Linked DNA regions of Pan troglodytes: region 2 is linked to region 1. A link is a contact called in public Hi-C data. All regions are on one chromosome and are shown on one strand. Each heading gives the region's core, a stretch centred on a gene start, on an enhancer-like site or on the middle of the called end of the contact. The rest is flanking DNA. Distances are from core to core; before and after follow the strand shown.

Region 1 (5,195 bases), core at 1,425-3,924:
TTATTGAGCCTTAAAAAGGAGTAAAATTCTGATCCATGCTACAACATGGATGAACATTGAAAACATTATGCTAAGTGAATAATCCAGAAATAGAAGAACAAATATTGTATGATCCCACTTATATGAAGTACTTAGGATAGGTAAACTCATAGAAATAGAAAGTAGAATAGAGGTTACCAGGAATTAGGGAAAGGGGAAAAGGAGGAGTTCCTGTTTAATGGGCAGAAATTTCTTTTTTTTTTTTCTTATACTTTAAGTATTGGGGTACATGTGCACAACGTGCAGGTTTGTTACATAGATATACATGTGCCATGTCGGTTTGCTGCACTCATCAACTCGTCATTTACATTAAGTATTTCTCCCAATGCTATCCTTCCCCCAGCCCCTAACCCCGCAACGGGCCCCAGTGTGTGATGTTCCCCTCCCTGAATGGGCACAAATTTCTTGTTGGGGATAATGAAAAAGTTTTGGGTATGGATAAGAGTGATGGTTATACAACACTGTGAGTGTATTTAATGTCCCTGAATTATACACTTATATATGGTTAAAATTATAAATATTACGCATGTTTTACCACAATGAAAGAAAGAAAGCGCGCCCTCTAGTGGGAGCTGGGTGCAGAGAGAGCTCTGTATTCTTGGCTGCAGCTGTCTAGAATGGAGCCTGTCTCGCTAAGCTGGAACTTGGGAGTCTTGGATAAAATACCACAGACCCTTGCCTTTCTTACCAAATTTTTGTATCTCTTTCATGAAGAGATGTTTCTTCTTTTGCTGTTTGCCCTTAGGATCATTTCCAGAGGGTCTGAGTCATTTTTCTAGAATTTTCACCAGTTTCACTGAGAAGTGAGGTAGCAAAGCTCTTTATGCAGTCATGCCAGAAGTTGACCGGGAAGACTATATTTCAAATGTTAGTTATGTTATTCAATTTGGAGGATTGCTTATAACATTGTTGCACTGGTTGTAAAATTAAATCTTTAGGATTAAAATGTTTTCTTGAGAAATGTGGCAACATTACTAAAAACCATGGTAATCCCTCCCCACAAAATGGGATTTTTAGTAACTTTATCACTGTCCTGAGGCTTCCTTTTAAAAACTGCAGCTTTGACATTTTTATTACATTATTTTAAGAGAAAGTAAGGCTCTATAGATTCCACATGCATTCTTGAATAAATGAGTGAGTGAATGAATGAATGTTTTTGTTTATGAACATGGTGGCCATTTGCTACTGTGTGCTTTGGCAGTAAGACTCCCCCTGTACCTGCCTGTTGCTGAATTCTACAATTCTATCACTCAAACCCTATCTTAGTTCAAGCTGCTATAACAAATTACCATAGGCTGGGTGGCTTAAACAACAAACATTTGTCACAATTTTGGTGCCTGAGAAGTCCAAGATCACAGTGCAGGCAGATCCGGTATTTGGCGAGGGCCTCCTTCCTGGCTTGCAGAAACTGTCCTCCTGTATCCTCACATGGTAGGAAAAGAGCGAGCTAACTCTCTGGCCTCTTAAAAGGGCACAATCCTACTCATGAAGGCTCTACCCTTTTGAGTTAATTACCTCACAAAAGTCCCACGTTCAAATATCATCACATCGGGGGTTAAAATTCAATGTATGAATTTCAACACATTGAGGGGTTCACTATAACAAATGCACTGTTTCGTTATTTTCCTCTATGCAGTCTATGGAAAGTAACTTTCCTCTCCAGTATTTTTGAGAGGAATGATAATTCAACCTTTCTATTAAGAATAGTTTATGCAGTCAAAATGTTATTTTCTCCAAGAGACAAACACTTGTTATTTTATCAGTATCCAAATAACTGGCTTACCCAATTACTGGAATAATTTTACATTTCAGAGAAGGTGAAAGAAATTAATATTCATGAGCATTTACTGTGTGGTAGGACTACTGCAAATATTATTTTATTTAACCCTTGCAGCAGTATCTACGAGTTAGAGCTTATTAGTATCACTGAGGATGCAGAATTAAGACTTAAAGGTTGGGTCTTTTCCAAGGTCATATAGCTAATGAACAGTAGAACTGCAAGGAAAAAAGAGAACAGGAATAGGGCAGTCAGACAGCAGTAGGTTGGCCCTAGATGTCACAGGTGGGGGTTTCCAAAGGAAAGATAAATGTCTCTGTAAGAAAAGCATCATTGATTCGTTGCTATTTTATCATCTACAAAACATTCCCTGACAAATCTTCAGAGGACAATTCTAAAGAAACTTAAAAGGATAATTTATAGTTTGTTCATGTTTACAGCCTAAGAACACATTATTGCCCTGTTTTTATAAATTCATGTTGGCTAAACATATTTAAATATCATTGTGTTTTAGAACATTTATTTCTGAAATTTAACTTTATTTCTGAATCAAGTTCCCCAGTAATACCGACCTCATGAGTGCCATTGTGATATTTTATAAATAATATAGGTGAAACACTTTTTAGGTATGAAGAGACCGGAAGTCCCAGAGCTGAGGCCTGGCTAACTTTGATGAGAAAGGCAGGTTGGTGTATGTTTGTGGAGTGGTGGTTGTTGGGGTAGAGAAGCAGGTTAGCTTAGGGAAAGGGTACCATTTAGTAGACCCTTAGAACCCAGGATTAGGAGCTGTATTTAAAGAGAATAGACACAGTAAACTGCAAGAGATATATTCAAAACCAGTTATAAACTTTCGGAGAAAAAAAGGTAGGAAGGGAGAGGTTGGGGGCTTGGGCGATCCATTGCTTGGAGCTCGGCTTAGCCAGGCTTGGCGGTCCTCCGAGGGGCTGATAAATCGGCGCTCGACTGGCCTAGGAGCTGCCCGCAGGGAGGTGAGGAGTGGGGCCCGGACGCCCGCGGGGAAGGTGGGGACGGGGGCCCGATGCCCGCGGGGAAGTGGGGACCCAGCCGAGCCGTCCGGGCAGCGGTCGATCTCTAGAGCCGTCTGCCGGGCAGGCAGCGGACGGGCGCGGCGAGTTGTTGGTCACCAGGCGTCTCCAGGCCGCAGGCCCGCGCCAGCGCCTCAGCCGCATTTCCAGTCAGAAAGCGGTGAGGCTTGAGGCGCGCTCGGGCGCAGGGCGGGCCCAGCTCCCCGCGAGGTGGGACTGGCTGGGCGTCCGGCCCGCCCCTAAAGTCGGCTGATTGGTGTTCGGTTCCTGTGTCTTGTGTTCCGGTGTGTGGCGCCCCCTGAGCGAGCGCTGGGGGGGACATACCCATCTGTCTGAGCCGCGGGTTTCACAGCGGTGGGAGGAAACGGGACCCTGGGGGTGGAGTGACGCGCCCCAGCGCCCCGTTCTTGTGCCACTCTCGGGGCCCTAAGGCCTCTGCCCTGGATTTAGAATATTCTCCTTAGGAAATCCACAGAGCTGTTATTTTGCTTTAGGTGCTGATTCGGTCCCCAGCCGGACCCTTCCAGCCCTGTTGGTGCCTGGGGAGAGGGGGTGAGATCTGGGGCTCGGACAATTGTATGGTCCTTTCCCAGGCCGAGCCTCGGAGTAATTTGTTCCCGTTGATTTTTCCTTCTTTGTCAGATTCTCTGCAGTTATTTGTGACGGTCGGTTATTCCCGTAAATGTTGGTCCCTACTTCTTCCTTAACTCACAAAAATTTCTAGCAAAACAATAATTTTTATCTGAGTTTCTGTACTTTTAAAATAAGGAGTATATTTCTGAGTAAAAATTGTAAGAAATAAGTAATAGGCCTGCAATTTTATACAGTAAGTTTATACAATAATTGTATACAATAATTTTATACAATAAGTAAAGATTACAGAAGACAAAATGGTGAATTGTCATTAATATAACTAAAGATTAATTGTATCTAGTTGTATTAATATTTAACTAGAGATTGTCATTAATATAACTAGAGAAGGTCGGCACCGCAAATTATGTAGACTCAAAAATAGTTTAAGTATTTTAACAGTGATTATAGCAGAGCAGACACTTAAAACTACCTGGGATGATATTGTTTATTGTGTTTGGCAATCTAATTTTGTGCCACGTGCTGAAACTAAAACTTTAATAATAAAAGGAACTTAAAAAATCTGAATCTAAACCTAGAACTTTAATTAATTTAAAATAGCATCCCCTCACATCACAAACTCATACTGAACTGTAGCAAGGTCCCTTTTAGGACCTGTGTTTCTTTTTTAAAAAAAGATTTATTTACATAATGAAAGTGCCAAATTCATCATCTTTTAGAACCTTCATGATTTTATTTACATAAATCCTGAACTAGAAAAAGATTTCACATTTTTTAACTGAACGTTGAAGATTGGGGCTGAAATTTTAAGTTTCTAAATTAACAGAAAATTATTTTTATTTAACACTATTTTTATAAACTGGTTCTTGCTAATGCATTTATTCCACAATGCATTCTTATGGACCATTTACTGTGTGCCAGGCACTATTCTGGGTTATTGGAACACATTAATGAGCAAAAAGTCCCCGCTTGCTCTAAAGGGAGAAACATAATAAACAACTAAGCATATACTATAATGTTAGTTATCAGTTCATGCTATGAAGAAAAATAATGCGGAATGAGAGGATGCAGTTTTAGATAAGGGGTGTTTTTTTCATAGGAGTATATAAGAACTAAAATATGTACTTGATATTTTTATTCTGAGCCCAAACAAGTTATATTCTTGTATGCTAGAACTAGAAATAAAAAATTCTTTTGAAAATATTTGCTGTTTGTATAGGAGGTTTTTGTCAGTTTATGCAACGCTTTTCTTCCCAAATGTTTTAAATTTGTAGTTTTATTGTCTATTTGTAGTTGCTTTGGGAAGAAAGTATTCAAGTGTATAAATGTTAGCCTTAAGATTTTTGACTTAAATTCTGAGGTAGCAAAGCCATATGAAACTGGTCTGGTGAGGTTTATTTTAGGAAAAGTTTCTTTTGTTTGAACATAGTTTTCCTAAAACTAGAAAGGGAACATTTTATTCGTTACTTTTTGGGCAATATAAAAACATGATTAACATTTTCATTTATACTTTTTCAGATAATTGTTTTCAAGTTCTGAAATTGTTTACTTAAAGCTGTTAAAGACTTCGCATATTTCTGAATGACTCCCTCTACCTCCTGCCCTATTATCCTAGGCTTCTATTTTTCGTATAGTCAAATTGTTTTAGACATTTATAGAACCACACTAGTTTGTTTCATTTTTACTACTTGTTTTTGTTGGTAACTGATTAATAGATAGAGAAAAATGAAGAGGGCAATTAT
Region 2 (5,195 bases), core at 1,841-4,340, 680 kb after region 1:
GGCCTGAAAGTGAATGAGTTTGATATTTAAACTCATGTCAGTTTAGAGACTCTATTTATTCGTATTTTAAATCCAGTGGGAAAATCTAAGATTAAATCCAGTTAAAGCATTTTCTTTCGTTTAGAAATATGATATATCTGCACCCTATTGTGTTTCTGAATTGTGATTTTTAAAAATGAAAAGTGAATTATGTTTGCCAGAAAATGCATGACTTCTTGGATGTATACATTATATACTTTCAGAAAAAAAATGCGAGAGAGGAATGTGTCTGGAGAAAAAAGAACTGAGAAAAGTTAAACAAAACTCCAGCTCTGAAAAAAAATTTTTCATTAAGTTTGCAATTTGGTCTTCAAGTCCATTTTGTGAATCTTCAGGCCACTACTAACATAGCAGCCTTGATAAAAGTCAAGGTCGTGTTTTCCCCTTACCATTATTGCTCCTGGAAGCTGATCTAACACCCACCCAGATAACTCTTCTATGATATTAACCTTTTCTTAAGAAAATATGATCTGAGACATTCACAAAGTGGGGCCTACTGGGTTCCCTTTTGCTTTGCTTTAGAGTTGTCACAAAACACGCTCTCCCCTGCCCCCAACACTTCCACTTTTCTCTCTCCTTTTCTTTATAGATTTCATTTTTTTTGTAGGGTCATATCTCCATCGTCTCCCCTGCCAATGCTGTGAATTATTCCAAGCAAAAAGACCCTGTCGAACCGCCCAACACAAGCTGTGCGATCAGCCTTTTGAGCTCTTGAGTCATTTTAGGCGTCGGAACAAAACAAAAACAGGCTTAAATGAATTATTTATCAAGGTCGAGAATAATTGATTTGTGCAGTGCCGTCAGTTCTGGATTTTAAATTTGTTTTCTCCCCCTCCCTACTTCCCACCCTGAATATGCAGCGAGGGGAGTTCGAGTTGGAACCCCCCAGGGCTAGGAGAAAACGCACCATATTCGGGAAGTTGGTGGATGATGATGTTGGAATGGGAAGAACCCTGATCGATATTTGAAGAGGGTAGAGTAGGTAGGGTCCGCCTGCAGTCTCGGGCAGCCCTAGAGCCCTTCCTGTCCTCCCCACAGCGGTCAACTGTGACAGAGGCGCAGGATATTTAGGCTGCGAAGCTGTGCAGCGCCGGGCCCTGCGGCCTCGGATAAGCCACCTCCACAAGTCTACCGTCTGTGGTTCGGTAACCGCGGCCGAAGGCCGAGGCCGAGGCCGAGCCCGCGAGCTCTCCGGAGGGTCTCCCGGGCCAGCACTCAGTTCCCGCGCCAAAGGCATTTGATCCAACCCCGCTCCAGCCTACAGTGGCCCGACCCCACCCGGCAGGGCCCAGTCACCCGTTCCCGAGGGCCTCCCCGCACCCCTCTGGCCACTGTCGGCCCCTGCCGGGATGGAGCACGTCCGGAGTCCCCGCCTCGGCTCACCAACCCCGTCTTCTCCGCCAAACTCCCTTCGCCTTCCGAGAAGAGCGAGAGCTGCCCGGATTGTGCATCTCCTTGCCTCCGTTCCTTCAATCCCCGCTGTTCTCTCGGAACAGCCCTAGGAAAAATGCCACTGAGACGATGAGAAACAGCTCAACCCACCCTCCAAGTAGTGCTGTTTTTTTTTTTTTTTTTTCTTTTCTGGGTCAAACACACCGATTTCCCCAGGAAAACGCAGGCAGGATGAGTCGCCCAGCTACCCGCTTCCGGACCCATGGCTCACACAGAAGCAGTTCCGACCGAAAGGCAAGAGCTTGTCCCAGGAGGTCATTTGCCTCCCTGACACCCCTCCCTTCGTCCTCAACAGATAAAAGCTGTGGCCCAGAAAGTGACCTCCAGAACTGCAACTAAACTCCAGATTTCGGCCCAGCCTTTGGAGACATTAAAGGCCACTCGAACATCATTCCAGACCTAGCCACGGAAGCGATGCCCGCCTCGCAGATTCATAGGGTTCTTAAAATGGTAATTTGGAGTAAAATGTAACTCAAAGAACTTTGAATCATTCATTAGCACCTTATAATTACTCTGCTAATTAGGTTGACACGGCACTTAATCAGGAGTAATACGCCGTCTTGTCACTGGCACTTCCCATTACTCTGACATTCAACAAGAGACAGGTTGGAGACGTCCTAGAGAAAATAATGCAAGTTGATACACTCCAACGAGGCGTTACAGTCATGCTCCGGGTCCCAAGTGGATCCGCAGTGACTGTTTCCTTTCCAAATGAGCGCTCGCCGAAAGGGGCCGGGGGACAGAGGTGGACGGACAGGGGCGCGGGCTGCAGACCAGCCGCTATGGGTCCTGAGCCCCGCGCCCGCCCGACACTGCAGTGAACCGTGGCTGCCCTCGCCACCAGAGAACGCCTCGGGCATTAGCTCCCCCGTTCGGGAGAAAGCGTCTGGCCAGGCATTTTTTCCAGCTGGAGACCAGGCTGGCTCCCCAGCTTGGAGCCTCAGGCCTCGTCCTCCCCGAGAGTGCCTGGTGGACGCGGACCCGGCTGTGTCCCTCTCAGGGATCCGCCGCCCGCCGGGCCGAGCCCGAGCGCCTGGGTTCGTCGGGCGAGAAATCAGAGCCCAGAGCCGACCCGCCCGCTTATGCAAGGCTCCGGCGCCTGAAGTGACACACTTTTCTGTGGATTCCTTCAGGGATCTCCTTCCTCCGCTCTTAATGTCTTCGGACTATTCCCGCGCGCGTTTGGGGAGGCTGCGAGGGCCGCCGCGCTGGAGCCTAAAGGTAAGTCCCTTCCCGTCCTCTTCTCTCTCTCTTCTGACTTAAGAAAACGGGCAAATCCTTGCTACTTTTTTTTTTTCTTTCTCCCCTTTGGTTCCCTTTCTCTGGTCTCCCTCTGATCTCTTCCCCCCTCTCCCTTTGCCTCGCACTCGTGATTGTGGACACCGGGACCACTGGACTCGGAGTTCGGCTCAGGGCTGCGGGCTCAGGGATGTGCGGGTTCTCAAAAGAGCAGCGGAGTCCGAGCCGAGTCCGCTGACGGGCTCGCGAGCGCTGCGCCTATTGGCTCCCGGCACGTCGGCGTCCCTCGCTCGCGCGGGCGCGGCCAATAGGGGCGCGGGGCCGGACGCGCGGCCTCTGTGGCGGGGGCGCGGGCCCGGCGCGGCGCGACACGGGGAGCGGCGGTAGTGGCCGTGACGTCACGGGAGGGGGTCGGCGCCGCCCGCGAGCAGCCGGATTACAAGCGAACGCGCCCGGCAGCGGCCGGAGTCGCCCGGTATCGCGTCTCCGCCGCTTCCTCCTTCTGTGCCTGCTCCTTCTCGTCGTCCTCCTCTTCCTCCTCCTCCTCGGGTTGCCGCAGCCGCTGCGGCAGTGTCTGCCCCGCAACTTTCCAAGAAAGTTCAGAAACTCGGCTACGGGGCTGCCGAGTGGCGCGCGGCTGCCACCTCGGGAGCCGCGGGGGAGTTCCGAGGGCGCGCGGCCGCCCGGGCTTCGCGGTCGCTGCACCTGCCGCGTCTGCCGCCGCCACCGCTGCCGCCCGGTGCCAGGCTGTGGGCAGACCCCGGCAGCGGCGGCGGCGGCGGCTTTGGCGTAGCTTCCCGCCGCCTGCGCCTTCGCCTTCGCCTGGGTCCTCCGCGCCGCCACCGCCGCTCCACGTGCGCAGTCGTTCCTGGAGCGCAAGTTCCGAGCTTTCTCAGAAATTTTTTTAACTCCCCCCGCCCCCCGCATCTTTTTTCTTTCCACCCCTACTTTTTGCATAAGAGAAAAAAAGTTGTGTCGAAAGTATCCACAGATTGCCACTTCCCAATTACCCTTCCTTCTCTCCCCGCCCCACTTTTTTTTTTTTTTAAGCAGCGGCAACATTGTTTGGTGTTTATTTTGTTTTACGATCGATAGCTTTCTTCGCTGGTTCGGGGCGGCTGCTGAACGGCGGAGTGGCGTGGACCTCATGTAGCAATGACAATGGAAGGGGCCAGCGGGTCGAGTTTTGGAATAGACACGATTTTGTCCAGTGCCAGTTCAGGCAGCCCAGGCATGATGAATGGAGATTTCCGCCCGCTCGGTGAGGCCAGGACCGCGGATTTTAGGAGTCAGGCCACCCCATCTCCCTGTTCGGAGATTGATACCGTAGGGACGGCGCCTTCTTCTCCTATCTCAGTCACCATGGAGCCCCCGGAGCCGCATCTGGTAGCAGACGCGACCCAGCATCATCACCACCTCCACCACAGCCAGCAGCCGCCGCCGCCGGCCGCGGCCCCGACGCAAAGTTTGCAGCCTTCGCCCCAACAGCAGCAGCCGCTGCCGCCACAGCAGCCGCCGCCGCCGCCCGCCCAGCAGCTGGGCTCGGCCGCCTCGGCCCCCAGGACTTCCACGTCTTCTTTTTTAATTAAGGACATCTTGGGCGACAGCAAACCTCTGGCGGCATGTGCACCCTACAGCACCAGCGTATCCTCTCCCCACCACACCCCGAAGCAGGAGAGCAACGCAGTGCACGAGAGCTTCAGGCCAAAGCTCGAGCAGGAGGACAGCAAAACCAAACTCGACAAGCGGGAGGATTCCCAGAGCGACATCAAATGCCACGGTGAGTCCCGCCACCCGGCGCTCTCGGCCGTCTAGCTTGTCCTCCTGGTTCCCAATCTCCCCTTCAGCCTTCAGCAGATCTCTGCTGGGGAGCGATTCCAGGAGCTTCTCGGGCGACTGGGCGACGATCAAAAGACTGCAAGCTGAAGGGAGGCCTGGGCGTGCGATGTGGGGACTCTTCGAAGTTCTGTTTATTGTTCTACCCCACAACCTTCACGGCCATCCAGCTCCTTCCTTTGTTTTATTTAATTTTAATCTACTGGGGGTTGAGGGGCGGCGGAGGGCATCCGACAGGAAATACTTTTCGTTGATAAAAGGGATGGACTTGGGGTTTTTCTAGCCTAGACTTTGGGAATGGGAATGGGGGGAGGTGGGAGAGAGAAACCACTTAGCTAGCGTGGGTGTGATCACAACCTGGTGTTTATTCTTTAGTACAAGTGATTTCACCCCCCCCACTTTATTTTCTTAACATCATCACAGGAATTATCGGTTTTAATGGAGGAAAAATTTCTGAGTTCATGAACAGAGCAACTTTAAAAAAATTAGATTGTGGTTAGTATAGGGAAGCCCGTAAAAATTTGTAATCAGTTTCTTAAAAGCACCCTTCTTACCCTGTGGCCTCAACTGAGTATCTGTATCCTACAAAGATTTTTGGCCCCTTACAAGTACTTAGGAGGTAGTATTTA

What was found. Hi-C and Micro-C count contacts between places; a contact is called where the count stands out from the background.
Region 2: a contact with region 1 is called in a Hi-C map of stem cell-derived neural progenitor cells, with 3 times the contacts expected there. The contact joins the promoter of BARHL2 here to the promoter of HFM1 in region 1. A contact is called at or near these places in 1 of 7 Hi-C or Micro-C datasets (stem cell-derived neural progenitor cells) and 1 of 1 datasets of contacts at active chromatin or transcription factors (stem cell-derived excitatory neurons).

What each region holds. Positions count from the first base shown.
Region 1 is chr1:139,764,455-139,769,649 of NHGRI_mPanTro3-v2.0_pri, forward strand. It overlaps HFM1 (helicase for meiosis 1), which reads left to right and starts at 2,675. Exons shown (of 39, transcript XM_524618.9): 1 at 2,675-2,805.
Region 2 is chr1:140,443,834-140,449,028 of NHGRI_mPanTro3-v2.0_pri, forward strand. BARHL2 (BarH like homeobox 2) reads left to right here and starts at 3,091. Exons shown (of 3, transcript XM_003949457.6): 1 at 3,091-4,510. The coding sequence starts at 3,886.